Regions from separate parts of the Mus musculus genome. Here regions 1 and 3 are each linked to region 2. The links are chromatin contacts, called in public Hi-C maps. All regions are on one chromosome and are shown on one strand. Each heading gives the region's core, a stretch centred on a gene start, on an enhancer-like site or on the middle of the called end of the contact. The rest is flanking DNA. Distances are from core to core; before and after follow the strand shown. Region 1 overlaps Hebp1 (heme binding protein 1). Region 2 overlaps Grin2b (glutamate receptor, ionotropic, NMDA2B (epsilon 2)). Region 3 has its middle 22 kb from the start of Gprc5a.

Region 1 (3,878 bases), core at 312-2,811, 770 kb after region 2:
GCTGTGTGTGTAGCCGGTTAGTTTTCTCAGCTTGGCACAATCTAAAGTTGCCTGGTGTCTTAGTTGGGGTTACCGTTGCTGTGATGAAACACCGTGACTGAAACCAAGTTGGGGAGGGAAAGGTGTCTTTGGTTTAAGCTTCTGCATTGTAGTCCATCATTGAAGGAAGTCAGAACAGGAACTCAAGCAGGGCAGGAACCTGGAGGCAGGAGCTGATGCAGAGGCCATAGAAGAGTTCAGCTTCCTGGCTTACTCTTCATGACATGCTCAGCCTGCTTTCTTATAGAACCCAGGACCACCAGCCCAGGTGGCCCCACCCACAATAGGCTGGGCCTTTCCCCCCTATCAAGAGCCCTACAGGCTTGCTCCTCCCTGATGGCCCTTGCTTGTGCCAAGTTGACATAAAACTAGCCAGCACATCTGGGAAGAGGGATCCTCAATGGAGAAATTGCTTCCATTATATTAGCCTGTCTTTGGCATTTTCTTGACTAATGATTGATATGCAAGAGAACATTCCACTATGAGAGGTACAATCTGTGGCCTGATGGTGCTAGGTGCTATAGGAAAGCGGGCTGAGCAAGCAAGAGTGGGGAAAGGCGAGGGGGGGGGGACAATGGACTCTATAGTAGTGGTTCTCAACCTGTGGGTCGCGACCCCTTGGGGGTTTGTAGGACCATTTCCCGGGGATCACATATCTGATATCCTGCATATCAGATACTCATGATTCATAACAGTAGAAAAATAATTTCATGGTTGGGGTCACCACAAGATGAGAGACAGTATTAAAGGGTCACAGCATTAGGAAGGTTGAGAGCCACTGCTCTCTGGCCTCTGCTTTGCCACCTCCAGACTGAAGTCCTCACTTCCTATGATGGATGGACTGTGCCGTGGGAGTGTAAGCCAAATAAACCCTTTCTGTCTTCCAAGTTGCTCTTGGTCAGTGTTTTGTCACAGTAACAGAAGGAGAAATTAGAACCACAGCTAACTCTGTAAACTGGTATCCTCTTGTTAACGTTTTAGACAACAGTAGATGGTCAACCTCAGAATCATCACACACACACACACACACACACACACACACACACACACACACACACGCACACACACACACAGAGCATCACAGACTCGCTGAAAGATAACATGGCATGCATATTGGCCTCCTTGACTGACTGAAGCTTGACTCTTGACCACCTCCTAACTTTCCTAGTCTTTCTAGTTTGCCTCTTTATTTTTTCCCTGAACTCACGTGCATGTGTGCGTACGTAGATACGGGTATGTCTTTCTGCTTCCATGGTAACCACGGTTGCTAGTCTGACATGGGGTGAGATAAAATCCAGTGCCCTGGAGGACAGCTTCTTTGAAGGTGAGGAGTTACACACCTATTAACAGGCTTACGAAAACAGTCTGAGCATTCAATTTCCTGTGGGGAGCTCGAAGCACTTTACAAGCATTTCTTGCCACTCACTCAAGCACGCTCGTGAATTCGCAGAGCTGTGGGCACGGAGCTGTCGTCCTGAGTGTGCGAGTGGAGGCTGAGACTGGTAGGGATGAGGCACTTGGTGTTGATGGCAGGCTGAGTCAGCCAGGCTGGGCCTCCTTCCTATGAGGGGCTGTGCTCCTGGGAGGACTTGGCTAGCTGGCTTGTTTGTCTTTCTGTGACTAGGGTCAGAGTGAGTTGGTAAAATGAGCAGAGAAGACAGCACATGCCTGTATTTCTATGACCCTCCCAGCCTTGTTTGTTTCCTGGTGGTTTCTATAGCGAAGCAGTTAGGGAAGTTTTATTTTTATTACATAGCATCATGTGCTGCCTAGGAATAAATGCAGGGGGTTTTCAGGAGTGAACTTTATAAATTCTTGAGTGATGACATTTCCTTTGCCACTCTTTACTGGGTCTCCACTCCCAAGAAACCTTTGATGGGTCCTCTTCCTGTTGTCATCACTGAAGGAGGTCGTAGGACCCCTGAGAACAACCTTTCAGCTTTCTGAGCAACATCTGTACCTTGAATCGCTCCTCACTGACCAGAGCTAGTCATATCTCTTCAGTGGAAAGGGGATAGCGCTCCTCGAGACAGAGAAGGCTGGAGGCAGGAGTGTGAGGCCGCTGGTCACACTACGTCCAGGGTCCTCAAGAGGAGAGTGAAGGATGCCAGGGATGCTGACACTCACCTTGCTTGCTTTCTTCCCTTTCCATTCAGCCCAGGACCCCAGTCTATGCGATGGCACTGCCTGTATCCACTCCCTCCTCAGTTAGACCTCTTGGAAAACATCCTTGCAGGCACACCCTGAGATGTGTACCCTAGGTGATGCTAAAACCAGCCAAGCTGACAAAAATGACCTGTCATACGGTGTCAGACAGATATTCAGATACCATGTGAGGGCTGTTGAGATGGCCCAGCTGGTGAAGGCGCTGGCTGATGCGAGTGTAAGTCCTGGGGTCCACATGGTGAAAAGAAATAACCTGTACAGTCGGGTCTCTGTTCCCACACACCATGGCACTATGCTATGCACACGTACACACACCAACACCCACAACCAAATAAATGAATAAATAAATAAATAATTGTAACAAAAATTTTAAGAAGTAATTGTCACACGATTCATCAATGCTTGTCCCAGCATAGATCTGTGTGGCAAAAATCCTAAGAAATTTGTCTCTGTACCAAACAGTTGGTGTGTGTGTGTGTGTGTGTGTGTGTGTGTGTGTGTGTGTGTGTGTGTGTGTGTGTGTGTTCATGTGTATCTCGGGAGTCTGTTCTCTCTTTGGCCTTGTGGCTCCTGTTCATCGGCCTTGGTTAGCCATTCACTGGCCCACAAACTTTTTTTTTCTCCTCATTATTACCCCAGAAGTACATTTTAACTGCAACTTGCACAGCGTTTACATGGCATGAGATACGGTCTGTAATTCAAAAATTATTTAAGGGCCTTAGAGGGGCCAGCACTCAGTGGGTAGAAGTGCTTACCATGCCAGCCTGAAGACCTGAGTTTGAACCCTGGGTGTGCAAAGAGAAAACTGACTCCAAAAAGTTGTTCTCTTGCTTCCATCTGTGCTATAGCACACAGAGGTCCTCCCTCAGCCTCTGTCTCTGTCTCTGTCTCTGTCTCTGTCTCTGTCTCTCTCTCTCTGACACACACACACACACACACACACAGAGAGAGAGATAAAATAAAAACTAAAGTATCTGAGAGGAGGACCGACCACACAGGATCCATGCAGGCAGGCATGCAGATACAGTCTATTTTGCATAAGTGACCTGAGCAGCTACAGATTTTAGTCCCTGTGCAGGACCTAGGACCTAGAATAATTACTTCAGAGATACCAAGGGGCAACTGTAAAAGTGGTAGCTACTGTGTGACAAGCACTATACTGGGCAGTCTCTTCTCCCTTAATTTCCTAAGCCAACTCTCAAAATTAGTGCTGTTATCATCATCCTTACTTGACAAAGGGCTCAAATGTTCAAGATACTGCAGGAGTTGATCTTGACCACGAGCTGGAAAGTGCTGGGGCTACGATTGGAGCTTGCAGGCAGCCATTTTGCCTCCAGCAGAGGAAAGATTCACTTAAGTACAATACTTCTGGACCTTTTCAAAATCAGTCTTTTGATGTTGTTTTTGTTTCGGTGTTTAAGCTTTTGTTTTACATTTAATTAATCATGTGTCTGTGTGTGTGTGGTTTTGTGTCTTTGGACACCAGAAAAGGGCATTGGATCCCCTGAAGTTGGAGTTAGGGTTGTTGTGAGCTGCCTGACATGGGTGCCGGGAACTGAACTCGGGTCCTCTGTGGGAGCAACAGATGCTCTTAACCCCTGAGCCATCTCTCCCATCCACCCAAAATCAGTAATTGAGAGAAGGAGAATTGTCCATTTCAGACAACAGTTTCA
Region 2 (3,734 bases), core at 139-2,638:
TGGGCCCCTTTCTTTTCACACAAGAAAGGATGATGTTTCTTTCTTACTCTGGCTGTATGCTCCCAAGTTCTTTATCTCATACATGGAAAAGCATACCCAATCACTCCACACCTGAGAATCTTGTGATGAAAGAGTGTTGCCTGTGCCCTGGACTACTGGCTGCTGACCCTCCCCGTCCTTGGGGTTGGAGGTGAGGTGGCACAGAGTAAATGACACAGACTCTGGGAGCAGGTAAGAAGTGCAGTGGCAAACTCGTCTGAGCACGGCTGCAAGCTCCTTTAATACCCTCCACCTATGCTCCACTGGTTCCAAGAGAGCAGTTTTTCTAAACAACAGTTCCTGATTGGCTGGCATTGTCTACTTCAAAAATCCTTGGTCTCTCAGACAGTCTTCAATTAAATCCTCCTATAAGAGATGCCTTTATGGCTACGTGGTCCCGGCATTTGGCATTTACATAGAGGTGGCCGATGCAATTCCTCCTATAGAGGAGGAGGCAAACATTCTGTTCTAGAGTCTGTTGGCACTCAGAAAGGTCAGAGGAACATTGAAAATATTGTCGTTGGACATGTGTTAAGACAAAAGCAAGACCTTGACCTCTGTCTTGATTTACAGATGTTCTCCAGGGCCACCGTTCATTTTTGACAGGTTAGATAAGTTTGGACTTGTTCAAAGCATACACACTGCCGGAGAGCAGACCAGAAGGAAACAGAGGTGGGGGAGTGCTGCTGGGGAAGAAACGGGCTGAACCAACCTGGGCCAGTTTTCTGCATTTTAGATGCCATTTGCACTTGGTTTAATTGATAACATAGGCAGTGGGTGTCTGCACCCTTTTTTCTATACTGAGGCTTGTTCAAGGTTCTGGACGATGCAAATGCTACCCAGCATGCACTTTGATTGGCCTCAGGAGGAGTGGGGCATCCGCAAAAAGATCCCTTTAATTTGCAGTCTTAGACTTCTTACTCTTCTAGCAACACAAAGTGAATCACCCAAGAGGCTGGCAAAGCACGCGGAAGGAACAAAGATCAGCATTAAAGAGGACGCTGGCTGGAGCTATCAGGAATTTAGGTGTGCCTTTAGGACCTAAAGGATCTTTTGTGATTGAGACCAAGGTAGTGAAGTTAAGGAAAGAACACATTCTTCCATCCCAAGTTCCAATTTAATTCGATGACCTTCTGGACACAGATTATTCACCCCTGAAAACTCAAAAGCATATGGGAGGATATTCCTCTGAGATGCGCCCCAATCCCTCCCCCCACGCACATACACGCACACTTGGTGTGCTCACTCACCCACAAGTTTAAAAATAGGAGCCATGGTGTTGCCATGACTCCCGGTGCTACTCAGTGCTGCCTCTTCCCTCTGATGCGATTTCCCTTCAGAGCAGATTTAGGCGAGAATCTGGCTCAGAGCGGCCTCTAGCGGCGGCACAATCCTTAGGGAAGCGTTTCCTTCCCCGGTTCTGCCCAGTCCCCAAACTAACCCGCAAGGGGCAAGTGGAATACTGGGATGTTTTGAGTGGACTCTAGGGGATCAGCTTTTAGCAGATCTGTCCTCGTAGTCATGATAATGGGCCGATGCCTACTGTATGCTACAAAGTGGGAAGGGGCAGTTGGCGGGGGATTTGCAACCCACAACTCTTAGTAGGATAATGTGGGGTGCTGGTGGTTGAGGGAGCGGTGGCATTACTGTACACTAAGCAAGGGAGATTTGCTGTGATCAGCAGCTAGCGTTCTTAGTTTTCCAGCTAGAGGAGTCTTTCAAAATGTTATCACCTGGTAATGAGTCAACAGCCTCGGGGAAGTGTTGACAAGCTGGCTTCCTTGCCTGCTGTCTTTGCCGTTTTCCCCTCCCTGTGTTTTGAATCCTCAGTTTCTTGTTGCCAATTGCATGGAAGAGTTCAGGAAAACTGATGAGAGTCTGTCCAGAACCCGGGCCTGACCTAACGCAAATTCTAACTCCGAAGGACCAGAAAGGGGTACAGGCTCAGTCAGAAACGATGTGTATCAGGGCTTGGAGGTTGATTCCAGCAGCCAGGGGCTTAGAACCACTCTGCTGTCATTTGTGTGGCCCAGATGAACAGAACAGGGTAGAATGACATTTTAAATGGATTTTAAACCTGGTGTTCATGAAAGAATCCCTTCCTTTGCTTCCCTCCTGAAGGTCAATCCAAAAACTGTAATTGTTGCTGGTGTTGGGAACCTCAAATTCTGGAAAGGGTACAAGCTGTGAACATTTATCGCATGAGAAGAAATCCTGATTCTCTCGTGCATCCCGTTCCTTCAGCTGACATTTGTGGGTCTATTTTATGCAGAGAGATGAGTTTCTATCAGCATGGTTGGCAACAGAAGCATCGGAATGGGTTGGCTTTAAGGAGTCTTTAGTTCAACCCATATACAGAGAAAAGACACTGAACTTTAAAGCTTCCAGTACCATGTGTGCCCTGGCCCCGATGAGAAATTGATGCATTGCTAAATTTTTGGAGCACACAGTGGGCTTTAAAATGAAAGTTTTTTCGTGCTGAAAAAAAAAAAAGATGTTCTTTGTATTTCTACGCTGTTATTATATTTAATGGAATTGTAGACTGAAATGCAAGAAAGAGAAAATAGTATTTAGAGTGAGGAGCAGTGGGTGAGTACCACAGTGCAGAGAGTGAGATGTCCACCTTCTACCTCTCCCTGCTGCCTCTGCCTTTTGAGCAGTTAGTTTCATTGGTTCTGATCCTACGGTGGCAGGGGCTGGTAGGCACTTCTGTAACGTGTGGCATTTAAACTTTTGTGGCTCTGACTGGGCTCGATCTTGGCACGGTTCTGTGAGCCAGCGCGGCCAAAGCACAGCTCTGTAATTGTATTAAGAAACACAATTAAGGAATATTGCATTTGCAGAACAGACGAGTGCCAACTGTCTGATTAAAGACTTGGGGGGAGATGCTATGTTTCGCCAAAGAAATAAGAAGACAAAGGAAAAAAAAGTGCTGCGTTGTTCTTGTTAGTTCCCTGTGATTTGTAGGAGAGAACCAGGGCAGAGCCACCAGGCGCACTTACCACAGGGGCATCATTAGGTGATCGTTGCCATTGGTTTTAGCCAGACTTCCACGTACCCAGGCGTCTCCCTCACAAGCAGAAGTTTTGCATCTGATCCTTACGTTTGTAAGATTTAGGCTTTGTGGAATGAGTAGAAGGGGTGGGAATCTAGGGTTCTTGTTCCCTTTCAAATCGAGATTCCAACAGAGTGGCTATATGAGTTTTCCTACATCCCCTCACCAATAACGCAACACAAGAAAAGAGCTAATCACCGCTCGTAAATAGCATTTATTAATTGCTTTACAGTGCTTGCTCTCCTTTTGGAACCAGCCAGGCATTTCTTGTGTAGCATATTCTAATATTCATCTGGCTTCTTGAGGTTTGATAGAAAAATATCTTACACAGGCAGACAGTCGAATTCTTATTTTACACACGACTTAATGGCAGGCTCTGCAAGCAGAATTATGCATTTGGCATTATAAGCGTTTCTGGATTTTATATCCACACACACCCAAGGTTTTCACTGGAAGTCACAGATGGTTGAAAGACAGATAGCAACCACACTACACTCTCAGACCAGTATAGACTCATGGATTTAGTAGCTTAGGGCCTGTGACCATTCTTTAATGCCCCTAGCTCTTTACACTTCCCTTCCCTGGCTGGTGCTCTGGTCCTCCTGCCTGATGTGATCTGAGCCTCATGCTATGCTAGCCA
Region 3 (3,631 bases), core at 239-2,738, 820 kb after region 2:
GATACCTGGGAGGCCGGAACAGGAGTCCTGAGAGTGAAAGGCCAGCCTGGGATATGTAGTACCAGGCTAGCCTGGGATACAGCATCAAACCCTGCCTCACACCTGGCTCAGTAAGTAAGTATGCTTGCTATGCAAGCATGAGAACTTATGTTCAAATACCCAAGACCCAAGTAAAACATTGTGGTTACACATGTACCTGTAGCCTCTGCCTTGTCAGGGAAGATCGCCAGGGCTTGCTAGCCTAGCTCTAGCTACAGTGAGAGACCCTGTCTCCAAGAAATAAGGCAGAGGGTGATAGAACAGAAACACTCAGTGTCTCCTTCTGACCTCCATACATGCATATAGGTAGAGGTTCACACACACACACACACACACACATTCCAAAAGCAAGCCAGACATGGTGCTATATACACCTGTGGTCCTACTTCTTGGGAGGCGGAGGTAGAAGGACCTTGCCTACAAAGTGACTTTGAGGCTAACACAAGCTATATAAGATCCTGTCAGAGAGAGGGGGGGGGGGCTCAAGAGCTAAGAACACTGGCTATTCTCACAGAAGACCTGAGTTCCGTTCCCAGCATTCACAAGGCAGCTTACAACTGGTTGTAATTCACCCCTAAAGGACCGGTCCCTTTCTTTCCCTGAGGGCATACATGTGATACACGTACACAGATAAAAGCACGCATATAATAAAACCTTTCATGTAAAAGAAGGAAAAGAAAAGGAAACAGGCAATAGCTCAGCAGGGAGAGATGCAAGTCTGGGCCTGACTTCAGTCTCTAGAACCTGTGTGGTGGGAAGAGAGAAGTGACCTCTACACACATGCACAGGAACCCACACATAATTAATTAATTAGTTAATTAATTGATTGATTAATTAATTGATTGATTAATTAATTAGTTAAAATGTTTAACACACAAAGACAGCAACCTACAAGCTAAAGTCCAGATTCCCCGGTGCTCAGAGGTAAACAGTTAGGATTTTCTGAAGCAACGCTCCATTTGAGGCTGAGGCTGGGATATCAGTGACCATGCAAAACCCTGGCAGCAACAAAAGAAAGTAGTCAGGAAATCAAAAAAGCCCAACAGGGCATTCAGTGCTCAGCAACAGTAAGCCCAGAACGGAAGGAAACACGGAGCGAGTGGGAGGGCGGAGGGGGCTCCTGGATCTCCAGGGCCAGCTTGTACTTCTGGTTTTGACCGAGAGCCAATGTTCTCACCACATAAATACCAGATGACATTCATAAGATCAGTCCGTGAGACGTTACATGTAATGATGCCAGGTTGCGTGCAAACGGGCTGGGAAACCTTGGAGAAGTTCACACACAAAAAAAATAAGGGCAAAGGAGACGGGAAGTGGCTTTAAAGGTTAGGGGAAGGGGCAGCTCTGAGGCACGCCTCCCTCGGTCCTGCTCACAATCTTGTGCCCTCAACCAGAATGGGGCCTTAAGCCAGGAGATGCTGTATTTAGGCTCCCCAGGGTTGAACGCTGAGGTCTTCCTGCCATCTAGTGGAGAAGCCGGGTATGGCAACTTTGGTTCGGAAAGGTGGGACCCTAAGTCTATTTCACACGTGATTAAAAAAAAGAGAGAAGGCTGCTGGGCTTGCGCATTGATTCATCATTAACCGTTTAGTTCAAAGAGTGGCACTTTGCCTCCAGACATCAATCAACTGACACTGGCCAAGGGCCAGCCTGGACTGAGTCTTCGCATTCTACTTTCCTATGGGCGGAGATGAGATTGAAGTCCTCTTCCGTATAGTAATTCTCAAACGTGGAACTTCTAGCCCTTGACGCAAAGAGCTTATAAATGAACAGAAGTGACAACGGGCCATGGGAAAGACCAGCACTTTGCAGAGGCAGTCTTCTGTTACCAGAAAGGGCACGCACTCAGAATGTTGTGACCATCTTTCCACTTGGGGGACCATTTAATCTCTTGGCCAAAGCTCTCCAGAGACAGAGATGGTGCCATTCCCAGGTCCTCCTCGGTGTCTCAACAGCCATAGGTATAGAAACCCTGGCAACGGGCTGGTGAGATGGCTCAGTGGGTTAGAGCACCCGACTGCTCTTCCGAAGGTCCAGAGTTCAAATCCCAGCAACCACATGGTGGCTCACAACCATCCGTAACGAGATCTGACTCCCTCTTCTGGTGTGTCTGAAGACAGCTACAGTGTACTTACATATAATAAATAAATAAATCTTAAAAAAAAAAGAAAAAAAAAAAAAGAAAGAAACCCTGGCAAGGCTCCTCCCTTAACGACAAGATGGGCCCAGAACATTCTATGCCCTTCAGGGGAGGTGGGAGCAGAATGGCCATACCAGCCTCAGCTTCATAGGGTTGGAGGCCACCCTAGGCTCCATGAGACTTTGTCTCAAGAGACATACCTTTAGTCCCAGAGTTCAGGAGACAGAGGCAAGCATATCCCCTTGAGTTTGAGGCCCCCATACAGAGCTAAACACTATCCCCAAAAAGGAGGAGCAGGTAGCAGGTCTTCAGTCTCCTTATCCAGAGGTAATCTGATACCTTCCAGTGAAGAACGAAGAACGGAAGACCTAAGAGCCCGGAAGTTGCTAGTCACGATGACCTTAATTCCCAGTTAGCAGACTGAGGCAGGATGGCCACAAGCCAACGTGGGCTACATGGTGAATTCCAAGTCATCTTGGGCCAGAGAGAGAGAGGAATACACAAGCCTTGCAGGGTCTGTCTCTCTGTCTCTGTCTGTCTCTCTCTGTCTCTGTCTCTGTCTCTGTCTCTCTCTCTCTCTCACACACACACACACACACATACACACACACATCTATCTGCAGTCCTGCTAGGCACACCAACTCCATACAAACTCAGACACAATCCAAAACGCTTCAGGAGGCTACGTGCTTGGCCTGCCCTGGTGGATGGTGCACATAGAGTCATAAGGTCAGAAGCTTCTCCCATGGCTAGCCTGTAGATCTCATCTGTATCCTTTGCAGCAGCCTTTATAACAAATGCAGAGACATTTCCCCGACTCCTGGGAGTCAGTCCTGACAGGAAAGGGTGAGAACACCCAGTTTATAGCAGAGAAATTAGAAACACAGATCTAGCACCCAGGGACCAGACTGATAAACAAGTGATGGTGATCCGTTTGGAATTCTGGGCTCTCTCAATCCATGGGATGTGATATTGTCTCCAGGTAGATGGTGTAAGATTTGAGTTAAATCACAGGTCACTTCCCGGGCTTCCACTGTGATACTGCTGGCTTGATGGTGCAGAGGAAGATCCACACCTTTTGAATTCAGAGCTCCATTGTGTTGATTTTTGTGTTGTGAGATTAAAACATGAATATACATTTAGTGAGGAGTCATGGCACAGGGTCCTTACACTGTAGCCTAAGCTGGGTCTTAAAATCATGGTAGTCTCCCTACCTCAGCCTCCAGAGCATTAGAAAAGTGAGAGCCACCATGCCTGGCTAGGAACATCATGTGTTTAAATACTTGGCCATAGGGAGTGGCACTATTAGGAGGTGTGGCCCTGTTGCAGTAAGCAAGGCCTTGGAGGAAGTGTTTTGCTGTGGGGGTAGGCTTTGAAGTCACCTATGCTCAAGCTACAGCCAGTGTGGCAGACCATCTCCTGCTGCCTCCGGATGGAGATGTAAAACTCTCA

What was found. A called contact is a pair of places that touch in the nucleus more often than the background predicts.
Region 1: a contact with region 2 is called in a Hi-C map of cerebral cortex, with 4 times the contacts expected there. The contact joins two enhancer-like sites. A contact is called at or near these places in 1 of 39 promoter capture datasets (hippocampal neurons) and 2 of 484 Hi-C or Micro-C datasets (cerebral cortex and cortical neurons).
Region 3: a contact with region 2 is called in a Hi-C map of cortical neurons, with 2.7 times the contacts expected there. The contact joins two enhancer-like sites. A contact is called at or near these places in 3 of 484 Hi-C or Micro-C datasets (cortical neurons and palatal mesenchyme) and 1 of 115 datasets of contacts at active chromatin or transcription factors (astrocytes).

The regions. Positions count from the first base shown.
Region 1 is chr6:135,139,359-135,143,236 of GRCm38.p6, reverse strand. The region is part of intron 3 of Hebp1 (heme binding protein 1); the gene reads left to right. Among named protein-coding and RNA genes, the nearest start is that of Gm22881, 7.4 kb to the left of the region's middle. RefSeq lists an enhancer at 1,127-1,690. Within about 2 kb of position 1,561, at least 51 of the 459 cell types and tissues checked have an H3K27ac peak or open chromatin away from gene starts, as enhancers often do. A contact at or near this core is called in cerebral cortex and cortical neurons, where this site is marked.
Region 2 is chr6:135,905,380-135,909,113 of GRCm38.p6, reverse strand. All of the region lies in intron 5 of Grin2b (glutamate receptor, ionotropic, NMDA2B (epsilon 2)), which reads left to right. Among named protein-coding and RNA genes, the nearest start is that of Gm14330, 55 kb to the right of the region's middle. Within about 2 kb of position 1,388, at least 37 of the 459 cell types and tissues checked have an H3K27ac peak or open chromatin away from gene starts, as enhancers often do. A contact at or near this core is called in cerebral cortex and cortical neurons, where this site is marked.
Region 3 is chr6:135,085,793-135,089,423 of GRCm38.p6, reverse strand. No RefSeq gene overlaps it. Among named protein-coding and RNA genes, the nearest start is that of Gprc5a, 22 kb to the right of the region's middle. Within about 2 kb of position 1,488, at least 108 of the 459 cell types and tissues checked have an H3K27ac peak or open chromatin away from gene starts, as enhancers often do. A contact at or near this core is called in cortical neurons, where this site is marked.